Regions from separate parts of the Sus scrofa genome. Here region 2 is linked to region 1. The links are chromatin contacts, called in public promoter capture Hi-C maps. All regions are on one chromosome and are shown on one strand. Each heading gives the region's core, a stretch centred on a gene start, on an enhancer-like site or on the middle of the called end of the contact. The rest is flanking DNA. Distances are from core to core; before and after follow the strand shown.

Evidence for each region. Promoter capture Hi-C pulls out the DNA fragments that hold promoters and counts their contacts.
Region 2: a contact with region 1 is called in a promoter capture Hi-C map of skeletal muscle, with 4 times the contacts expected there. The contact joins the promoter of TMEM54 here to the promoter of AZIN2 in region 1. A contact is called at or near these places in 3 of 5 promoter capture datasets (fetal liver, fetal skeletal muscle and skeletal muscle), 2 of 47 Hi-C or Micro-C datasets (fetal liver and retroperitoneal adipose tissue) and 1 of 2 datasets of contacts at active chromatin or transcription factors (alveolar macrophages).

Annotation. Positions count from the first base shown.
Region 1 is chr6:89,343,746-89,350,024 of Sscrofa11.1, reverse strand. AZIN2 (antizyme inhibitor 2) reads right to left here and starts at 3,165. Exons shown (of 11, transcript NM_001123193.2): 1 at 2,989-3,165; 2 at 1,041-1,214. The coding sequence starts at 3,093.
Region 2 is chr6:89,200,311-89,206,719 of Sscrofa11.1, reverse strand. It overlaps TMEM54 (transmembrane protein 54), which reads left to right and starts at 2,766. Exons shown (of 7, transcript XM_013999129.2): 1 at 2,766-3,020; 2 at 5,825-6,062. The coding sequence starts at 5,826.

The sequences.
Region 1 (6,279 bases), core at 1,916-4,415:
TCCTTGGCCTCACAGCAGGTGCTCAGTAAATGTTTGCTGAATGAATAAGTATGTCCAGAGCTGTACGCTGAGAAAACTTTATAGCTTTAAAGGCTTTTATGAAGTCAGAACAAAAGGAAAATAGAAAAGTGAAGCCTTCAACTCAAGGACCAAAAAGTCTATTTCACTCCACACTGTATTGCCAGCTCTACTTCGCAGTGTCTAGCACAGTGCGGGAGTTTCAGAGAATGAGAGTAAATAAGCAAAGTAAGAGAGCAGGAGGGTATTAAGACAACAGTGTCCATCAAATTAGAAATGCAGAACTGGCAACAACAAAACTCTAAAAGGATTAGTTAAGAAAATGTACAGTCACTTATTAAGATTATAAAAGAAAAAACAAAACCAATGATTAAAAAAGCTGGTTTGGTTTGGTTTGGTTTTAATTGGAAGCATACCACGTATAGTCCTGTGCTGAGAAATCTGCAAATCCAAAATTAAAAAGGTGACCCACCTACCAAGGGACACACGTGCTGAGAAGTCTGCAAATCCATTAAAAAGGTGACCCAGAGTTCCCGTCATGGCGCAGTGGTTAACGAATCCAACTAGGAACCATGAGGTTGCAGGTTTGATCCCTGGCCTTGCTTAGTGGGTTAACAATCCAGCGTTGCCGTGAGCTGTGGTATAGGTCGCAGATGCTGCTGGGATCCCACATTGCTGTGGCTCTGGCATAGGCCAGCAGCAACAGCTCCAATTAGACCCCTAGTCTGGGAACCTCCATATGCCGTGGGAGTGGCCCTAGAAAAGTCAAAAAGACAAAAAAAAAAAGTGACCCACCTACCAAGGGATGAACATGGTTCTGATTTGGAACGTCAAGGCTGGCAAATTCTAAGCTTGTTTCTCCCTCCCTCATCCCTTAAACCCCTCTCACATGGGTGGCCCTTCCCAGGAGGGCAGGGGCCAATTACAGGTCCCTCTGCTTCAGGTCCACCCACAGCAGCCAGGCCACGTGTGTGTTCAGTAGGCAGCGAGGGTCAGTGCACCAGTGGGGGGCAGGGGCTCACCTTATTGGCACAGCTGAAGCCCAGCCCCAGCTCAGCCAGGACCTTCAGCACGCCTGGGCTGCTGTTGCACTTGACAGCGTAAAAGGGTCGGACTCGTGGCAGGCACTTCAGAAAGTAGAAGTGCTTCCTCACTACAGCACCCAGGTCGGCCAAGAAGAAGGCAGCAACCTTGTCCTGTACAACAACAAGGGTGAATATGAGACCCCACCCAAGGACCTCCCAAGCCTCCTGCCTTAAAGTTCTCTGGGGCTCCCTCCCCAAGCCTACAGTACATCCCAGGCTCTGCCATCCAGCTCCAGCTCCTCCCCTCAGGGCAGCTCAAACTCCAGCTCTATCCTAGCCTTCATTCCCACCTGCCGTCCATGTAGAATACCCTTCCCCCACAACTGTCTGGCAAATTCCTAATCTACCTTCAAGATTTAGCTGAAACCCTGCTTTTTCCCAAACCAATAAGGCAACTCTGCCTTTAATGCTCTCATTGCATTTTGTACATACTTCCAAAGTAACAGAGCTGTGTATACATACATGCCTCCTCCAGAAAAACATTAATTCCTTGAAGACCAAAGCTAGAGCCTACAGTCACTGGCTTTCAATGAAGTCTTGAGGTAGTCCCACTGCCATGGCACCCATGCCCTTGGACAACTGGCTGTGGAGGGCTGAACATGTGTGTGGCCATGGGTGAGACCACATGACTTAACCCTTTCCTGGGATGCAGTTTCCCTTCTATGCAACACTTTTTTTACTGATGCCCACTTGGTGTCTGACTAAGTGTACTTATCAAGTATGCTAAGTAAGGTACAGAAAAGACCAGACAGGGCTCTAGTTCTGAAAGGGCTTCGGTCTGGATGAGAACTAACCCTTTAAGCAATTACAAGCCCATTCAGTAAATACTAAACAGGAGTTTCTACAAAATGCAGTGGGGGCTATGGAGGAGGAAAATACAAAATCTGCCTGGGGTAATCAGGAAAAGGTGACCCAGATGAGTAATAAGCAATGAATGAAAGTAGGTAAGAAAGAGAGGCTGGGAGATGGGTGTTCCAGGGAGAAGCCTGGGCAAAGGAGTGATGGTGGAGCACGTGGAATCACTGGAAAATATGAGTAGACTGGCCCAGCTCTGATGGAAGATAATATATACTGTGGGAAAAGTCAGACATGGGGCTATGAAGGCAGAGGGTTCTGACTTGGATCCTGTCGGCAGAGGGAAACTGCCGAAGAATTCTGATTATTATTATTATTTTTATTTTATTTTTTAAATTTATTTCATTTTATTTTTTTGCCTCTTAGGGCCGAACCTGTGGCATATGGAAGTTCCCAGGCTAGGGGTCAAATCAGAGTTGTAGCTGCTGCCATACGTATGCCACAGCCACAGCAATGCCAGATCCAAGCTGCATCTGCAACCCAGAGCACAGCTCACAGCAACACCGGAACCTTAACCCACTGAGCGAGGCCAGGGATAGAACCGGCGTCCTCATGGATACTAGTTGGGTTCTTAACCCACTAAGCCACAATGGGAACTCCCAAGAATTCTGATTTTGAGCAGAGCTATGATAAAGTTGAAAGGAGTGAAGTGAGGGAAAGAAAAGATTAGGGAGCCTTTAGAGATATGAGGCCTAAACTACCAAGTGAAATTCCAGAAGCGCACATGGCAGGGTAATTTAAGGAGGCCGAATCCACAGAGCTTAGTGGTGCCCAGCTGTGGGAGGGGGATGTAAGGACTCCCAGGTTCCTGACTTAGAGGGCTGGGCAGGTGATGGTGGTGTGTTTATGAAGGCGGGGGACACAGGAGGGGCAGGTTTAGGGGCAAGGACCAGGAATTTGGAGATAAAATGAGCCTCTCGCAAATACCAAGGACTGAATACCAAATAAGTGAAAGAAGATGAGGGCCCTAAGGGGCAGCTGGGCCTGCTGGGGGAACAGAGGGCCCACCCCCCCACTCCCAGACCCTCACCGTGGTGGCCTGTGAGGCCCCCAGAGTGAGCTCCTCCAGCAGGTCTCGGGTGCTGAAGCCCTCCTCCACCATCACAAAGTCCGTTTCACTCAGGTAGCCAGCCATGCCGAGGAGGAGGAGCCGGTGGGCTGGATGGAGCTGCCGATGCCTCCGGCCGCCTTAGAAAGTATGCAACACACTGCGGGGGAGAGTGAGGGGGCCGCTGGGGGCCTGGCCTTGGCTGCGCCCCTCACCTCCCCAGGCCAGGGCGCCTCGTCCTGTCACACCCTGCCCTCAGCACAAGCCTGGGGAGCTTAGGTTAGCTGGGACGAGTAAGAATCCTGGACCGGGACAAGGCATTATCTGTCTAGATGTCATTGCCTCTCTGAGCCTCAGTCCCCCATCTGTAAAATGGACGAATTGTTTTGGTGATCTTTTCCAGTTCTGAAATTCGAGTTTTAGTAAAAGGGAAAGAAAGAGAGAGAAAGGAGCAGGAAAGCCGAGTAGGTAAATTTCCAGGTGCCTCCCGCCATCCTGACCACGCCCACCTGAAGTGGCTGCGCTTGGCCCCACCTAGGAGTCTCCACTCGAGAACTGAGGTTAGGGTCTGCTCTCTTGCCGCGTGACCTTGGGTACGCCTCGTTCCCTCTCGGAGCCTCAGTTTCACCGTTTCGAAATGGGGGTCGGGCTGGTCCTGACATGCTAGTATTCTAAGCGTGCATGGGGGTTCCACCTGGTGGGTGGGGGTCCCGGGCTCCCAGGCAAGAACCCAAGGCTGAAATTCTGCCCAGGTGAGCCTTCCTGAGTGCAGGGCCGAGGTCCCGCCCTCCGAGGTCCGCTTACCAAGCCCCGTCCTCCTTCGCGGGGGCCAGAACCAGGCGCGCTGCTAGGGGGGGTCACCGGTAACCTCGAAACTTGTGCAACACCCCGAGAAGGAGTGGCAGTTGCGGAGCCGAGGCCCCTGCTGAGAGGAGGCAAGAGGGGCCGGGGAGCAGGTCAGCACTGGAGCCGCGAGCGCCCGCTCCCCAGGCTCCCCGAGCCACTCCCCGCACTCGCCTTAAAACGCATTTACACGGCTTCGGCCCATAGGTCTCCCCAGCGAGTGAATCGGATCCTCTGCGCCTCCGCTCGCTCGCTCCCCCAGGCTCGGGCCCCGCGGCCTGCGCCCCGCCCGCCCAGCAGCCACTGACCCCACGCCCCGCCTTCTGCCCGCAGCCCGCTTATATAAGCCCCGCCCAGACCCCGCCCCTGGCATCCAGGCCCCGCCTCTGCTCGGCCACCCTCCGTAGCCTTGGCAACTGGGTGCCGGCATCCCATTGGTCGATTCCGACATAAAGCCTTCAGCTCCGGGGTCCGCTCCGGAAGGCTGATCCTCAATCCTGCCGAGCCCCCTCCACCGCTATCCTACACTGGGAAGTCAGAACTGCAGCGCCGCCAGCTCAGAATCCGACCATCTACACGGTGGGACCCTTAGCTTCTAAATCTTGGATCTTAGAGTAAGGAGGAAGCCAAGGAGGTTTCCTGTTTGCTTCCGCCTTTTCTGGGACTACCTCAGCTTCACGGTGCCTCTCCTCTCTAAACCGGTAAACTGCCCACTCCTCCCTGGAAGCCGAGGTCAAATGATATTTCCTTGTATTACCTTCCTAATAAAATCCTTTTTATTTGACTATTCCAGCATCTTCTTTGATTCCTCCAACTCAAAACCCAGATGAAATGGTCTCAGAATTCCTTCTTGTGACTTTCCCAGCTCGGGGCAACCCCTCCCTCCATCCTACCTTCTGAATCTGGCAAACTCCTACTCCTCAAATAAAATGTGTCTCCTTCTCCGAGAAGCGTTCTCTGACTTCCTTAACTCAAATCATTTCTTATCTTTTACATCTCATGAACTCCTGCTCCTGCACATCCATCAAAGTCCAATATGTCACCTCCTCTGATGAGCCTCCCATGACTTTCCTAGCCTGGAGGAGCGGTGGAACTCTCAACACTTATATTTGTATGGACTCTTCACTCTTCTGGCTTTTGTCACCCATGGTGTGAGATTCCTGTTGTTTTACACTTCTTGTTGGGTTACACTTCCCAGCTAGTCTGTGAGCTTCCAGGGACAGGAACTGAGTGCCTGGCTTCTCAGAGCACCCAGTGCCTGGCGTAAAAAAAAAAGAGTGTTCAGTAAGAGTTACTCTCTGTACTACTCAAAAGCTAATTCAGAAGTTAATCTGAAACAATAATTGTACAAGAACATCCAAGCATTCTTGAAAAAGAAGAAAGAGGACACCCTCTATTTTATACGGTTCTGGTCTTTTAAACAGCATGGTGCTGGCACAGGAAGAGACAGTTGTAGAACAGAATAGAGTCTAGAACATGCATATTGAAAAAGTTTGGTATACGGTGAAGGCAGCATTTCCAATCAGTGAGGCTTCTGGTCTAACATATGTGTTCATATCCCCTGTTGAGCTGTAGGCTTCTTGAAAGCCAGAGGCACTTCTTGTTCTGTGTCTGTATCTCCTTAGGGCACCCCACACAATCTAATCAAAGCATCCTCAGCACACAGATGGTATAGAGCAGTGACCACAGAGTCTAGAAGAGCCATTTTCTGACCGCCACGGCCTGGCCACATAACTGCTGGATGTCCTTGGTTGGACCATCCTACTGACGCCACTTCTACCTGGCTTTATTTCTCCCTGTGGACTGAAACTGTTCGTGCTGAAAGATTTCTCTGGGCCCTTCTGCCTGGAACGTTCTTGCTTCCTATGCACAGGAACAGCACGGGAGGCAGTCACCCTCACAGGAGGGGTCATTTTCAGGCCAAGGCTTCGAGAGATCTGTAGCCATTTGCATCATGGTATTAGTGACTGAAGTTCTCCTAAGAACAAGCATCTGCTGACAGGGAGGGAGTAGACCAGAGTGGCCATGGCAAAAACCTCAAAGAGAGCCCTCAAGAAGAGATAACAGGAGTGCCCGTCATGGCGCAGAGGTTAACGAATCCGAGTAGGAACCATGAGGTTTCGGGTTTGATCCCTGACCTTGCTCAGTGGGTTAAGGATCTGGCATTGCCATGACCTGTCGCAATGCAGACGCGGCTTGGATCTGGCGTTGCTGTGGCTGTGGCATAGGCCCACGGCTACAGCTCCGATTAGACCCCCTAACCTGGGAACTTCCATATGCCACAGGAGCGGCCCTAGAAGAGGCAAAAAAAAAAGAAGAGATAACAGTAAGAGGAGGGGAGAGGCACCCAAACAAACTTTGGCTCTATTTTTTTAAAAATCATTCTTTGCGCTGATTTTATTTGGATGCCATGGCCTAAGTCTGCCTCAC
Region 2 (6,409 bases), core at 1,517-4,016, 140 kb after region 1:
TCCCTGGCTCTGCTCAGTGGGTTAAGGGGTTGCTGTGAACTGTGGTATAGGTCAAAGATGTGACTCAGATCTGGCATTGCTGTGACTGCGGTGTAGGCCGACAGTCGCAGCTCCAATTCGACCCCTAACCTGGGAACTTCCATATCCTTCTATATCCCGAGGCCCTAAAAAGGAAAAAAGGGGAAAAAAAAAAAAAAAAAGGAGTTCCCATCATGGCTCAGTGGTTAACGAACCCGACTAGCATCCATGAGGACAAGGGTTCAATCCCTGGCCTCACTCAGGGGGTTAAGGATCCGGCGTTGCCATGAGCTGTAGTGTAGGTCAGACTCGGCTCAGAGCCCACATTGCTGTGGCTGTGGCATAGGCCAGTGGCTACAGCTCTGATTGGACCCTAAAAAACAAAAAGACAAAAAAAACAAACAAAACAAAACAAAACAAAAAGACATGTAGGAGTTCCCCTTATGGCTGAGTGGATTCAGAACCTGACATAGTATGGCTGCGGGTTTGATCCATACCCTCAGTGTGTTAAGGATCTGGTGTTGGTGTGGCTGTGATGTAGGCCAGCAGCTGCATTTCCAATTCGACCCCTAGCTGGGAACTTCCATATACTGCAGGTGTGGCTGTAAAAAAAAGAGGGGGGGATGTAAAAGAGAAAATACAAAGAATAACAAACTTCCCTATTGAGGCCATGTAGACTCTGACGTTAGAAACATGCAGAAGTCCCCTGCAGCCACCTCCTCCTCCCAGACAAGCGTGATCACTTGGCTTTTCATTTTACATATGTGTATATACATATACAAAATTGAACACGGTTGAGTTCGCATGTGATTGTTCTACTTACAGGGAAGAACTGTTCTGATAATCAGGGAGGAAAAAGCCTTTCTAAGGTGAAAAAGACTTGTACTGGGATTGAAAGCCTGAACCTCCTTCCCAACTGAGCAGCCCCGTGGAGAAGCTGTGCCCTGGGAAGACCCATCCACCAATGGAAGAGTATCGGACCACACCTGGTTGTTAAATGTTCCAGGAAGGGGAGAATTTCTATTTGTATTTCCCTGGCTAGGTTTCAACCCACTCTCATATCTCCCAAGACTTTTTACCCCTCAGAAATCTGGGAAGGCGATCACTATCTACTTAACAGATGAGGCGCAGGGAGGGCAGCGAGCTGCCAGGGTATCACAGTGAGTTGTGGAAGCACAAGAAACTAGTGGTCTAGCCTGGGCTTCTTCCCAGAACCCCAAAACCCCAGAACCCCAGGCCAGGGTGTGGAAGGGTGAGGCGCAGACAAGGGACACTGGGCAGCTCAGAGGATCGGACTTTGGCCTCTTGGCAATAAGGAAGAGATATGGCAATACCTTCGGGCTGCTAAGGCTGGGCCAGGACTGGGAGGCTGTGCCAGAGGAGAAATAGGTGGGCAGTTTCCTCCTCAGGGCCCCAGAGAGCAGGCCTACTCCCTGGAGGCTACAGCTCCCCTGTCCCTCGTCCCCATCCCACCACCCCCAACACCCAGAAGCAGCCCTCACAGTTAAACAGATCTAGATTCAAGTCTCTGTCATTGATACATGCTGTGTGCTCTTTGAAAAGTCCCTTTAACCTTTCTGGACCTCGATTTTCTCACCTGTAAAATGGGGTAATACTCTTTAACTCTCAGTATTGTTCCAAGGACAGAAGAGAGAACCCTCATTTATGCATCTAAAAGCAGAGACATTTAAAAGGACTGGGTCCCCAGCCTAATTCCAGATGGTCCAAGACTGGCTTAAAGAGACTGCCTGACACTGATAGAGAAGCCATGTGCAGGTCACATGCACATTGTATGCCCAACATACAAAGCATACGCATTCAGTGGACATCTGGTATTAGATGCTTCAAGCCAGCCCCTGCCCTCAGGGCCACTGACCACTGGGGTGGGGGGTACAGACTGTGAACTGATGCTGCCCAGATACCACAGAAGTGCCTCCCAGAGGCCTGCTCTAGGGGCTGAGAGCCCAGGGAAGGAAGCCGCAGCACAGCCACATTGGAGAATGTGGGCACAGAGACCCACTACTCCACCACTTCCCATTGGTCACTCTTACTGAGTCCATTCCTACACGTTGTGGACAAAGAGGACTCGAGTCATCCTGGCACACTAAAGGGGCACAGTAACCAATAGCGGGTAACAGTAAAGCTCCTACTATGTGCTCCTGCTAGGTCTACCCTTCATCTGTAAAGATAATCTAGAGGGTTTTCAAAGCGTTTGATCTCATTTTTGTAGCTCACCACGACTTTAGGGAACAGGAATTATAATCCCTGACTTTCTGACGAGGAAACAGAGGTACTCCCCATCCCCCACACCCCCACACCCCAACACATAGTGAAGTAAAGCACCTTGCTAGGCGTGGGGAACTGAAGGCCAGGGCAAGGACAAAATGTGATTTTCTTGAGGTCACACAGCAGGTGCAGGACAGACCCTGGTTCTCCAGAGAGTTGAACTTCCCCATCCTCTAGAAAGAAGTGGATTCCCAACTTTCACCCTGGGGCTTTCCTGTCCAGGTGCCCCCACCAGGTCATGGCAACCGCGCATCTGGCCCCCATCTCACGCCCCAGCCCAGACGATCGCGGCTCCTCTAGGGCTCAGTTTTCATCTGTAAAATGGGCATCCCCGAAGCCGGGCGGGTTAGGAGCAGAGGGGAGCGGCCGGGCGCCGCCGGCACCCGGGGCTGGCGCGGGGAGGTGGGGCCTGCTCCGTGATTCAGCCGGGCGGGCCAGGAAGGGCTGCCCAGCCAGTCAGACCGGCCCGGGATGCAAACGAGCAGTCAGGTCCCTCCCGGGGTCGGGCCGCCCGGGGGGTGACGGGAAGGGAGGCCGGCCGGGCGCCGGGAGCCCAGGGCTCGAGGCGGGAAGTGGGCGCGGCGCGGGCTGTGCTGGGCGAGCGGCGGCTGCGGACCAGGATGAGAGCCGGGCCGCCCGGCCGCCCGCAGCGTCTGGAGCCCCGCTGAAGCCGCCGCGGGGACGCCGTGCGGGAGCCGAGATGTGCCAGCGCCTGGGTGAGCCGCGGGGGACTGCGGGGCTGACGAACCCGCCCCACATCCTTGGCAGGGGCGGAGCAAAGGAGTGGGAGCCCGGAGCCCCGGGATTCAGGCCGCCTTCTCTGCATGTCACTTTCTGCTCTGGGCCTCAGTTTCCCCAGCACCGAGCTGGAGCCGGGGTGGGGGGGGCGGGGGTTTGGCTGCCGGAATCTTCTCCAAGTAGCTCCTCGCCCGCCCCCACTTTCCTGCGGACGAGGGACCCCCAGGTGGGAGGAGAGCAGCGCCCCCTCGCTCAGAAGGGAGAGCAGAGGGAGGGGGGTTCAGAACCCAGAGAGTTCCGAGCCCGAGGCTACCTGCTCTTTGCTTCCTCAGCGTCGCCAAGGGCTCCCGCTTCCATAACCCTCCCACTCCCCCAACCAGGCGGAGTGGGAGGGGCCGTTGGCAAACAGGATCCAGGCCGAGGAGTGAGACCGATGTGTCCCCTCCTCTCACTCCCTGGACACAGAGATGCTGCTCTTGGGCATCAGACAGACCTGGGGGTGGGGGGCGTCCCTACTCCAGTCAAGAGATTGTGTGAGCCTTGGTTTTCTCATCTGTAAAGTGGGAAGGGTAGCACCACCTCCTGGGGCAACAGTGAGAATGAAGTTAGCTCCTATGGGGCAATCACGGGCTTGCCACTCTGCCAACCCCATTGCTGAGGGCTCCGAGGGTGGTAACGTAGAAGCAGAGAAGCCTGGGGCTGTCCTGAGACTCTGTCCAGTGCTCCAGGCACAGCTCCAAGCTAGTCTGACCTAGTCTTGGTCGTGAGGCGCTGTTGTTCCTGAGCCCAGCCCTGAGCTGGGTGGTGTCTGGGTGGCCAGGTGGGTGGGTGGTTGGGATAAAGTGGGTCAGGCCCCTGGGATAAAGCTGCCTTGCCTCTTCCTGTTTGCCCAGGAGTTAATCTTTACAATGCCATCCAGTGCCACAGTGCCTGCTCTTTGATTTTCCTGAATGTGATGCAGCTACAGAGGGTCCTGTAGGCTCCCGAGGTCTCAGAGACCCCCTAGACCAACCCCTTCCCATTTTATACATGGGGAATCTGGGGCCCAGAAAAGAGAGAGGCCGGTGTCACACAGAGGGGCTGTGACTAAGTAGCCCCAGGCCTCCCTGCTCCCTGGAGACCTGCTCTTGGCACCTGGCGCCCAAGAACATCCAGTCCAGGGATTTCTTTCTTCCTTTCTTTTTAACTACAGAGTTCCCTTCTGTGAAATATAACCCAATTCTTTCTGCCACAGCTGGGGACACTGAGGTCTAGGAAGGGACGCAGGGATTTCCCAAGGAGTCGCTAAAGGAAGAGCGGGGGGGTGTTTAGCTCTAGGGGCCAGGAGAGACTTCCATCTCACAGAGCTGGCTAGAGTGAGGGTGGTGGGCCCAAGGGGCCAGTATGGTGTGTGTCCTAAGGGCAGAGCCAGGACCCATGGGGGACATTCCAAAAAGCAGATCTGAAACAGCCAGGAAGAGGGCTCCCTGGTCCTGAGGGCATGTAGCCACTTGGACACTCAGAATCTGCACGTGAATGCCTGATGTTTTTTTGATCCCAGCCTCCCCAGCTTACCTTGTCCCTGAACCAAGAGCTTGGTTTTCCCAGCACCCTCAGAGTATGGCCCACTTTGCCATCAATGTCCTCATGGGGCCCTCCTTCCCCACCGGGAAACAGGGGTTATTCTTCCCATATGACAGATGAGGAAATGGAGACTCAGAAGTTTGAGCTTCTTGGGAGTTCCCATCGTGGCACAGTGGTTAATGTACCCGACTAGTATCCACGAGGAGACGGGTTCGATCCCTGGCCTTGCTCAGTGGGTTAAAGATCCGGCGTTGCCGTGAGCTGTGCTGTAGGTCGCAGATGCAGCTCAGATCTCTGAGTTGCTGGGGCTGTGGTGTAGGCAAGCAGCTGCAGTTCTGATTCAACCCCTAGCCTGGGAACCACCATATGCTGCAGGTACAGCCCTAAGAAGACCAAAAAAAAAAAAAAAAAGTTTGAGGAGTTCCCGTCGTGGCGCAGTGGTTAACGAATCCGACTAGGAACCATGAGGTTGCAGGTTCGATCCCTGCTCTTGCTCAGTGGGTTAAGGATCCGGCGTTGCCGTGAGCTGTGGTGTAGGTTGCAGACGCGGCTCGGATCCCGCGTTGCTGTGGCTCTGGTGTAGGCTGGCAGCTACAGCTCCGATTCAACCCCTAGCCTGGGAACCTCCATATGCCACGGGAGTGGCCCAAGAAATGGCAAAAAAAAGACCAAAAAAAAAAAAAAAAGTTTGAGTTTCTTGCCCTGAGTCACTTTAGCAATTATGAATTGAGTATCCTACTGTGTGCCAGGCCCAGTCCACTGCTCTGAATCCCGCACTGGACCTGACCCCCGCCCAGCGAACTAGGGGGCTCTTTGGGGCCTGGACAGCTAGCTCTCTACGGTACCTTAGGGTTTGGTGTGGAGCGGGCAGTCAGTGAACATTGATGTAACGAATGTATGACTGACAAAATCAGTAGATGTGAAGCTTAGTGGAAGGATCATATGTCTTGAGCTAGAGATCTGGGTCCAAATCCTGACCGTGCCACTCATGACCTTGAACACTAATAAGGACTGTTACCCTTTATAAAGTCCCACCTGTGTGTTTTTCCAGCCTTAAGAGTTCCAAGGATGCTCATGAAAGCACTGTGAACCCCTTTTCCTGATGAGGAAACTGAGGCTCAGAGAATACAAATCACTGGCCCCAAGTCATCTGGTAATAGATTTAGAACCCATGTCTATCACTCTTGTCAGGTTCTCAGTTTCCTCCCCCGCCCAGCAGGATGTGCCCCACCCGTGACCCTGACATGGCTGGCTGTCCCTCAGGTGGCCTGAGTGCGAGTGACTTCCGGAAGGTGCTGATGAAGACGGGGCTGGTGCTGGTGGTGCTGGGCCACGTGAGCTTCATCGCAGCTGCGCTGCTGCACGGCACCGTGCTGCGCTATGTGACCGCCCCCCACGATGCCGTGGCCCTGCAGTACTGCGTGGTCAACATCCTCTCTGTCACTTCGGCCATCGTGGTATGGCCAGCCGGGGAGGGACCCGGGAGGAGGGGGCTGCAGGGGGCTGGAAAGGTCTTCGAGGAGTCCCCACCCAGAGCCTGGAGTGGGCAGGCAGAGAGCCCCAAGCACGAACTCCTGTTCTGCCACTTACCAGCTGCACGGGTCACCCAACCTCTATTTGCCTCGGCTCCCTCATCTGTCAGATGAGGATGGAAATGGTGTCCACCTCAGAGGGTCCTAATGAGTGTGGATTTGAAATCATCCACATAAAGGGCTAAGCCTAGTGCCTGGAACGTGGTTAGCACACCCTGCTGTGAGCTCGGATTATTATCACCATAAGGAAATGGTCAAGGCACTGCTGGACA